2 separate regions of the Mus musculus genome follow, and region 1 is linked to region 2. Evidence: chromatin contacts called from public Hi-C data. All regions are on one chromosome and are shown on one strand. The core of a region is the stretch at or near the end of the contact, and the rest is flanking DNA. Distances in the headings are between cores, read along the strand shown.

The links. Hi-C and Micro-C count contacts between places; a contact is called where the count stands out from the background.
Region 1: a contact with region 2 is called in a Hi-C map of forebrain, with 4 times the contacts expected there. The contact joins the promoter of Zfp518a here to the enhancer-like site in region 2. A contact is called at or near these places in 1 of 15 datasets of contacts at CTCF or cohesin (large pre-B cells), 1 of 484 Hi-C or Micro-C datasets (forebrain), 2 of 115 datasets of contacts at active chromatin or transcription factors (bone marrow-derived macrophages and embryonic stem cells) and 3 of 9 other capture datasets (adipose tissue, liver and pancreatic islet).

The regions. Positions count from the first base shown.
Region 1 is chr19:40,892,359-40,896,467 of GRCm38.p6, forward strand. It overlaps Zfp518a (zinc finger protein 518A), which reads left to right and starts at 2,347. Exons shown (of 5, transcript NM_028319.1): 1 at 2,347-2,432. Mir8092 (microRNA 8092) reads left to right here and starts at 2,345; the gene lies at 2,345-2,431.
Region 2 is chr19:40,720,271-40,724,045 of GRCm38.p6, forward strand. Entpd1 (ectonucleoside triphosphate diphosphohydrolase 1) reads left to right here. Exons shown (of 10, transcript NM_009848.4): 3 at 187-304; 4 at 2,817-2,967. Among named protein-coding and RNA genes, the nearest start is that of Gm41846, 9.5 kb to the right of the region's middle. Within about 2 kb of position 1,736, at least 44 of the 459 cell types and tissues checked have an H3K27ac peak or open chromatin away from gene starts, as enhancers often do. A contact at or near this core is called in bone marrow-derived macrophages and forebrain, where this site is marked.

The sequences.
Region 1 (4,109 bases), core at 1,097-3,596, 170 kb after region 2:
ATTATAATTGAAGTACTTACGGTATACCAAGCTATACTTACTTTTCTGTGAACTTATATATAAGAGAGCTGCCACATTATGATATGATGTCATATGATTCAGAGGACAGAATGCTTAAAGTAAAATGCATTATATCTATTTATTTTGTTATTATTTTACATTAACCCACTTTATGATACAATGACCATGAGGACAGAATGCCTAAAGCGAAATGCATTATATCCATTTATTTTCATTATTTTATATTAACCCCCTTTATGATACAATGACCATGAATTAATAATACATTTAAACAAAGGATTTGTAAGCAAGAAGGAAACTTTGCGACTGTCACCACCAGGTTTAGTATGAGAAGATAAGAGGTTATTGTCCACTGCGAGTAAATTGCAGGTTCATCTTCAGAGCAGCCTATCTCTGAAAGCATTAATATGGTTATCCTATTCCCATGAACTATCTTTAAGTTTGGAACGTTCTAAAATCTTTTTATTTTTTGAGCTATTACCCAGCGTTTGTTCATTTGCAGTTTTAGAGTCTATCTCCTCTTCCTTTCTGTTTCACTCCTTTTGTTATTAACTTCAGTGTTCAGAACTTTAAAAGAGCAAAGAGTAAGAGTTTGATAAAAATGAAAAAACTGGACAAGGAAAAGAGAGAGAGTTCACCAACATTCTAGCTTATTTAGCATGCAATGAAAACTTTGAGTCTTCTAGAATTAAACACAGGTTTTCAAGGTGAACATAGATGCAAAAATAAAGTTTTATGAGAATACTACAGAACATGATGATGCATCATTTTTGTCATGTAAATTATAAAAGCTATAACAAAACTAACTACTCACAGTCCAAAACAACTTTTTTTTTTCCTATTAAAAAACAAACAGGCTTTTCTCCACTTCTCTCCTCAGCAATGTGTGTCCTCTTTTCTGGAACAATGAAAATATTGTGTTAAGGAGAAAATCTACCAGCACTCAGGAAACAGAGGCAGGCAGAGCTTTGTAAGCTGGAGGCCAGCCTGGTCTACAAATTGAGTTCCAGGACAGCCAGGGCTCTGTTACACTGTCTCAGGGCCTGTTACCCTGCCCCCCCCCAAAGAAAATCTATTTTGCAAACATCATTATAGATTATAAATATGCCCTTTTGATATTAATAGATTTCACCTTCACTTTTATAGTTATGTTTGTACTTCTTGTGTGAATTTCAGCTTGCCGCTTCTAGGAGGACTGTTGTACAAACCACCCAAAACTAAGGGTTCTCCGTGTGTGTTTTATTCCTTTCTTTTTCTTTTTCTTTTTCTTTTTCTTTTTTTTAATTTAAAGGGTAAAGTCCGTGTGGCACAGGTCAATGCGTTCAAAAGCATATCCTAAGAAAGTGGAAAATTCTTAACAGTTTTAAAATTGGTTTTAAGAAAAATTTGTGCGTGTCAGGAGTTATTTGGGTTACCCCTTGCCCCCACGCATCCCCCCCCCCAAAAAAAAAAACTACGGCCCACAGTTGAAGCCAAAATTCTCAGATTCGATCTTTTATATTTTGCTATATCCCTCCGCCTCGAGTTTTTGACGGCGGCAGTTTCCACAGTGCTTCCACGTGTGTTTTTTGTCCTTTTTTTCTTTTAAGGGAGGTAATTATTTACCAAGTGAGATTAGTAGGCTTCTGAAACGTTCTGAAAGAGAGGAGCCACATTTGGACTTTGTACGACTCTTGTGTGGGGTGGGGAAGGATTCTTTTCTTGGGGGCAAGGATTCCATTTTTGAGTCTGTGAGGGGCGTGCGAGGGTTTTCCTTCGCTGAGAGGACTTCCTTCGCTCAGACGAGTCCTCCGTGCCGTGGGAGGAGGTCGTGTCGCGGCGGGAGAGAAGAGTGTCCCTCACAGGTAGCCTGTGCGTGGGGCTGCTCTGGAGCTCAGGGTTGGCTCCCTTGTGGGCCAGAGCTTTGGGTAGCAGCTTCGTCCAACCACTGGGACGTCAAAGGGATACCACAACTCGCGTGATCCGAGTAAGTACAGGGAACACGCCATTTGCTAAGATGGGGGCTGCCTAAAACCTCTGGGTTGAGGCCATTTCCTGTCAACCAAGGCTTGCCAAGCACACCAGTTCCTGCTTCTGGTGTCTACTTGGGAAAGGACGGTAGCCATTTTCCCCGTTCTTCCCCCCGCAGTAGGATCCCCGCGGCTGGTGAGTAGACGGGGGGCGGTGAGGCGGGACGCAGGGAGGCGCCGTATGACGAGGTCAGCCGTGGACTCAGCGCCATGGCCTACTCTCGGGAGGCTGAGGCGGGGGCCCTTCCGGCCGCCGTTCCCTTCCGCTCGCCTCAGGTGCAGCGCGGATCCCTCCGCCGCAGCGTGCGCTGCCGGCAGCGCGGCGCTCGGCTTTCCGGCAGTACCCGGATGGAGGGGTAATGGCCGCCATCTGGGACTCGCAGGCAATGGGGACCACGGCAGGTATTCCCTGTGTGCGGAGCCGCCAAGACCAGTTAGGATGTCGGGACGCACAGAGAGACGGCAAGGGGCCAAGGGCGAAATCGTGGGGTGCTAGGGTTCCCCCCAAATGGTCTTGGGGGGGATCCGCCTCTTGCGCTAGGAAGCTCATGTTAAATAGTCCCGTCCATTCAGCGCTTCCGGCCAACTTGCCGCAAAGTTTTCTAGAGAAGTCCTTGGTTTCTAACCCGGGGCTCTTGCTAGCTCTTAGGGCTGGTCATTGTCGTCTCGGCTTGGGCTGGTTGTAAGTTTGTCCCTAAGAACTCCCCCACGGTCTCAGAGCCTAGGACTTGGGCGCGCGCGCACGGCGCGGCGACAGTGTACATCCGCGCGCCCGAGGGGCAGCGGAACTCCGGGGAAAGGGGCGGATCGGGCGCGGCGTTTTGGGGGCGATGCGGGGGCGTTTGGCGCGCGAAGCCATCGCTCGTCGGGTTCCGCGCCCGGTGGAGACGGGCTGGGCAGCCCTCAGTCCGCACCCCTCGAGCTGTAGGTTCGCGGGCCCGCCTCGACGGCATCCCTACTATGGGCCCAGTCTATGGCTATTGGGGGTTCTTCCTTGCAGAGACTCCCCGCTCTCTTGGCGCACGCACTGCGCGCCCTCAGAGTTGGGCAAGAAAGTGGTCCTCTTGTAGACTGCCCCCACCACCACCACACCCAGTGGCATATGGATTTCTTTGTCACGGGCTTTTTTTTTTTTTTTCCCCACTTGTAGGGTCCATCTTGAATCTGTTCTTAACATGGTGTCCTCTTTGTTAAGTGGGTAGTATCTTGAGTTAGATGGCTTTGGTAACTCAAAAGTATTGGGTCTGAATGCATAGATGATGTGATTTAACTCTTATCTAGACCAATGGAACAGATGCAACTTCAAAGTTTAGAAAACAAAAGTTAAGGGTCAGTTTTCGCTTCAGGTTTAAATTTGGGTTATTTTAGTTTTTGTAAATTATTTTTTTCAAAAGTCTTGAAAATGGGGAAAGGGGTCAGTTTTTGAGGAATTCATGAGAATGTTGAACTGTCTGTGATTATCTCAGGGATGTAATGTAAAAACAACTCACAGCGTGGTTAATTTGAAAGTCTGGTTTTCTTAAGGCACATTTTACTAATAATAATTGAATTGCTTTTTTTCCCAGCAAAACAGGTCTGATTTGAGTGTGCTCTAAAGTTTGTATGGTCAGAATGAATAGAGAGACTTGCTGAAATTCCCTAACATTTTTAAAGTTATAGCTGCAGATCTGTTAATTATCCTTCAACAAAGCTGTATTTTTCTTTAGAAAGTCAAAAGGGGCAATTCGTACTAGCACTTGAGGGGTGTTGGCTTTCTATGGCGTAGGTAAGCATAGTAGACCTTACTCTTTTCTGTTTTTTTTTCCAAATTATGATTACCAATTCAAACATTATATGTCAGATGTCTGAACAGATAAAAGGATAGCAACTCCAGCGACTGTGTCTTTGTGAGCTCATAGCAAATAAACTTAAATACTGGAGGGTTTTATCATAACCACCTTCACATTTTATGATATTTTTTCTGGAAGTAGTATAGTGTGGTTCCAAAAGCTGCTGTATTTTGAAATATTTTAAATGAGAAACTTTCTATCTAAATATAGTTTGAGTGAAAAAACCCACAAAACCTTACAATGCCCTTTT
Region 2 (3,775 bases), core at 486-2,985:
ACTGATAACCCTTGGCACTGGGGGTGGTCGCTCTAGTTCTCAGCACCAAATGTTCCACTTAGCTTAGAGAGAGAATTTTCTCTTTATGGTTTGAAAATTCCCACCTCTGTCTACTTCCTTTGCAAGCTAAATATGGAGAAGTGTGGTGTCGTGCTAATAAGTGTTTTACATTTGATTTGCCCTCAGTATGGGATTGTGTTGGATGCGGGGTCATCTCACACCAACCTGTACATCTACAAGTGGCCGGCCGAGAAGGAGAATGACACAGGGGTGGTGCAGCAGTTAGAGGAATGCCAAGTGAAAGGTAAGACGGGGGCGGGGCACGGAACGGGAAGAGCGGGCCACAGGAATGTGAGAGGCGTGAGGATCTGCCGTTGGTATTTTATTATCACTGTAAAATGACACTGAGCCAGGCCTAGTAGCACAGGCTGGAAAGCAGGTGGATCATCAATGTTCAGGCCAGCCTGGACCACCTAGTAAGACTCCGCTTTAAACAAGACACAGATGTAGCTCAGCGGTTGTAGCATATGCCTCACATGCATGAGGCCCTGTGGTCAGTCCTTATTACTACTGCCAGTAGTAACAATAATGTTGAGATCAATTCTTGAAAAATAGGCAAATTTAAAAATAGCTGAAGGTGTCACTCAATGGTATTGTACAGGCTTAATATTCATGATGTTCTAGGTTAGGTTCTCAGCAAAACACACACACACACACACACACACACACACACATGAACTGAGCAATAGTAGCCCTCGTCAATAGGGCATGTCTGTGTATACTTGTATCATGCTTACAGCAATGTATCATGAACTCAGCACACATTTTTCACTCTCATGATCTGGTAGGTGAGCAGCAGCAGCTCTGTCCTAAAAACAAGGGCTGCGAGATAAGACAGCTCATGCCACGTGTTTAAAGTTACTTAAGTTGGGGACTGATGGATCTGGCTGACATATCCACATCTCAGCCGTGGTTCTCAGACTTGAAATGGCCTAGCACTACCTGGGGTGGGGGTTGGTGGGAGCTCTTAGCACACAGACATAGGGCCGCCTACAGCCAGAGATCCCAAGTCAACAGGTCTGGGTGGGAGCCTGGGGCTTTACATTTCTACCAAGTTCCCTGGTGCTTCTGGTGGGATGCTCGACCTCTCTTCTTATTTTCTATTTTCGGCTCAGACTGCAACCTGGAGGAAAACCTCAAAAGCTTTTGTTCTCTTCAGAGGCAGAGAAGAGTAGATCACAGACTTTTAGGGTGGGGAGGGGGGCGGGGGGGGGGCGGGGGGGTGTCATTTAAATCTCATTTTCCAGGGAAGGAAGCTGAAGCCTGGAGGACCCTGTAAGTTTCGAGAGTCCAGATGGTGGTCCAGGCCCCTAGCCACACTACAGGCTCCCACAGAAGCACTGCTGATAATCTCCCCCATACCCCGTCCCAGCCAAAGTCACTTTTAACATCACACCTGGAGGATGGCTGATAGCTCAGCTACCCTGACTTGCTCTCCGCCACGCGCCCCTGTGAGCTTTGTCTCTGCTGGCCTTTTGAGCCAAGAACACACTGGCTTTTTTTTTCAAACAGGTCGTCTAGATCTCAGGAGAGACGTGACTTTTAATCTGATGGCGAATAGCTTCCACTGACCTTTGTAATTTGCCAAGGAACTGGGCAGGGTTAGAAAGAGAAAGCCACTCTCCCTGGACCCTGGTGTGCCAGTACTGAGGCCTTGCTACGACCGAGGCGGTGCTCATGAAGGTTCTTTCTTCTGAGGATCATCTCATGAATGCATGTGTTTGAACCCACACATACAGAGTTAGCAGAACGCTGAGGTCAGATTTCCTGAATCAGAAGCAAGCCACTAACAGAGCTTGGGGCTTCTCATTATGTTACACAAACAGGCGTTTAAAAAGCCCGTTTGAATAATCACCTTGAAAGCAAACTCTTGGTAGGAAGCAGTCGAATTCACCTCAGGGTAGGAGTCTTGGCTCCAGTCCTCTCCATAACAACCGTTAGTTTGCTCTAAAATTGAAATAACAGTCTTAGTAGGGAGGCAGGGGTACCAGAGCAGAAAAGACTCAGGGTCTGCAGACTCTGTTTCTGTTTATTCTAACAAAGGAAGAAACCCCATAAATGTTAGGGCATACTCTATGACATAACTAGTTAATGACACACTCTGTCTTTTCAGGAAAAGCCAGCGTGTTGGGTACTTTCCACTAAATGCCATCTTTACCTAGGCCCTCTAGGAACTAATGTTGTTAATTACAGCTCTGTGGAAAGGATCATTCAAAAGAGGCCAACAGAGAACCCACTGTAAGAGCTGCATTAGTGCCAGAGGATGTGAAATGGCACCACCTTGTGGCCAAATCAATGAACACCAGGTTTTACCAGCAAAATTTTAAAATTACAAGATTTAAAAAATACAATACTACATATACATGTGTTAGCTACTTTTTTTCCAAGACTTTAATGAAATACTTGAGAGAGAAACTTAAGGGAAATAGGGCTTATATTGGCCCTTGCTTCTAAGGGAGACATGTCCATCATGGTGGGGAAACCATGGCAACAGGAGCTTTGCAGTCCACATCCTAACTCCCCAGGTAAACCTCTCTGCAAACAGCCTCACAGACACACCCAAAAGGGTGCCACGCCCATCCACTAGGTGCTTCTGACTGCAGCCGCTCTCCCCGCTAAGAAATATAACCCAATGTACGCCATGCCAAGAAGCGTTTCCTCCCATTTTCCTAGCAAACACTTTTAAAAAATATGGTCAAGGTAGACGCTCCACACTTTTTCTTTTAAAGGTTTTCACCGACTGTATCTTCCCTCAGGTCCTGGAATCTCAAAATATGCTCAGAAAACAGATGAAATCGGTGCGTACCTGGCCGAATGCATGGAACTGTCCACCGAACTGATACCAACATCCAAGCATCACCAGACTCCTGTCTACCTGGGAGCCACAGCAGGCATGCGCTTGCTTAGGTAGAGTGATATGCTGGGACCAGCATGCTAGGAGCTGGAGGCGGTGCTGAGATGCCTGACATTATGGGACTTGTAGCTACCTCACACGCCAAGTCCTGTTCTGGGAAATAAGTTTTATTAAGTTTTTATAATGCAAGTTTCAAGTATCTAAAAGAGCCTGCCTGTCTCCCTTGGGGAAATCAAAGGGGGCAGAGTATTAGAGAGAAAGATTTTGGGAGTTCACACACTCCAAAATTTGGGGCTGAAGATAGAATCAACTAATATATGGGAAGAAGAAGGTGAAAGAAGACCCACCAATGTCCCAAGACAACCTCAGCTAACAAAGCTCGGCTGATCCCCCACCCCCATCCCCATTAATATCTGTGTGCATTGTGTACATTGGATCTAGGGTGATCTGTTGATTAGCAGAGGAGTGTGCACAGCTGCCGAGGGAGCGCGTGGGATTGCTCAGGATGGAAGGTGGGCGGGATGGCCTGCCACATCATGGCTGCATGAGCAGAGGAGGGGCGGGAGTCGGGGGAAGGGTGGCACTGGCAGAAGTACAGCGTCATTCAGTTAGACATCATTTAACACTGTTATGTGCCACGGATGGTCTTAGGTGCTGGGGCTAAAGTATCAAACAGAACAGAGCTCCCAGCATTGCGGAGTTTGTGTTCTAGTGGATGTGCAAAGGTGGGGAAATGAGAAGCCAGGGCAGAGTCAGGATTGTGAAATAGAAAGGAGATGGGGGTGCAGGGTGCGGCGGGGGGCGGGGGGAGTAAAATAATAGAAGCTCGTGTCTCAGCGAGGTGCTAACTACTTAAGAAAC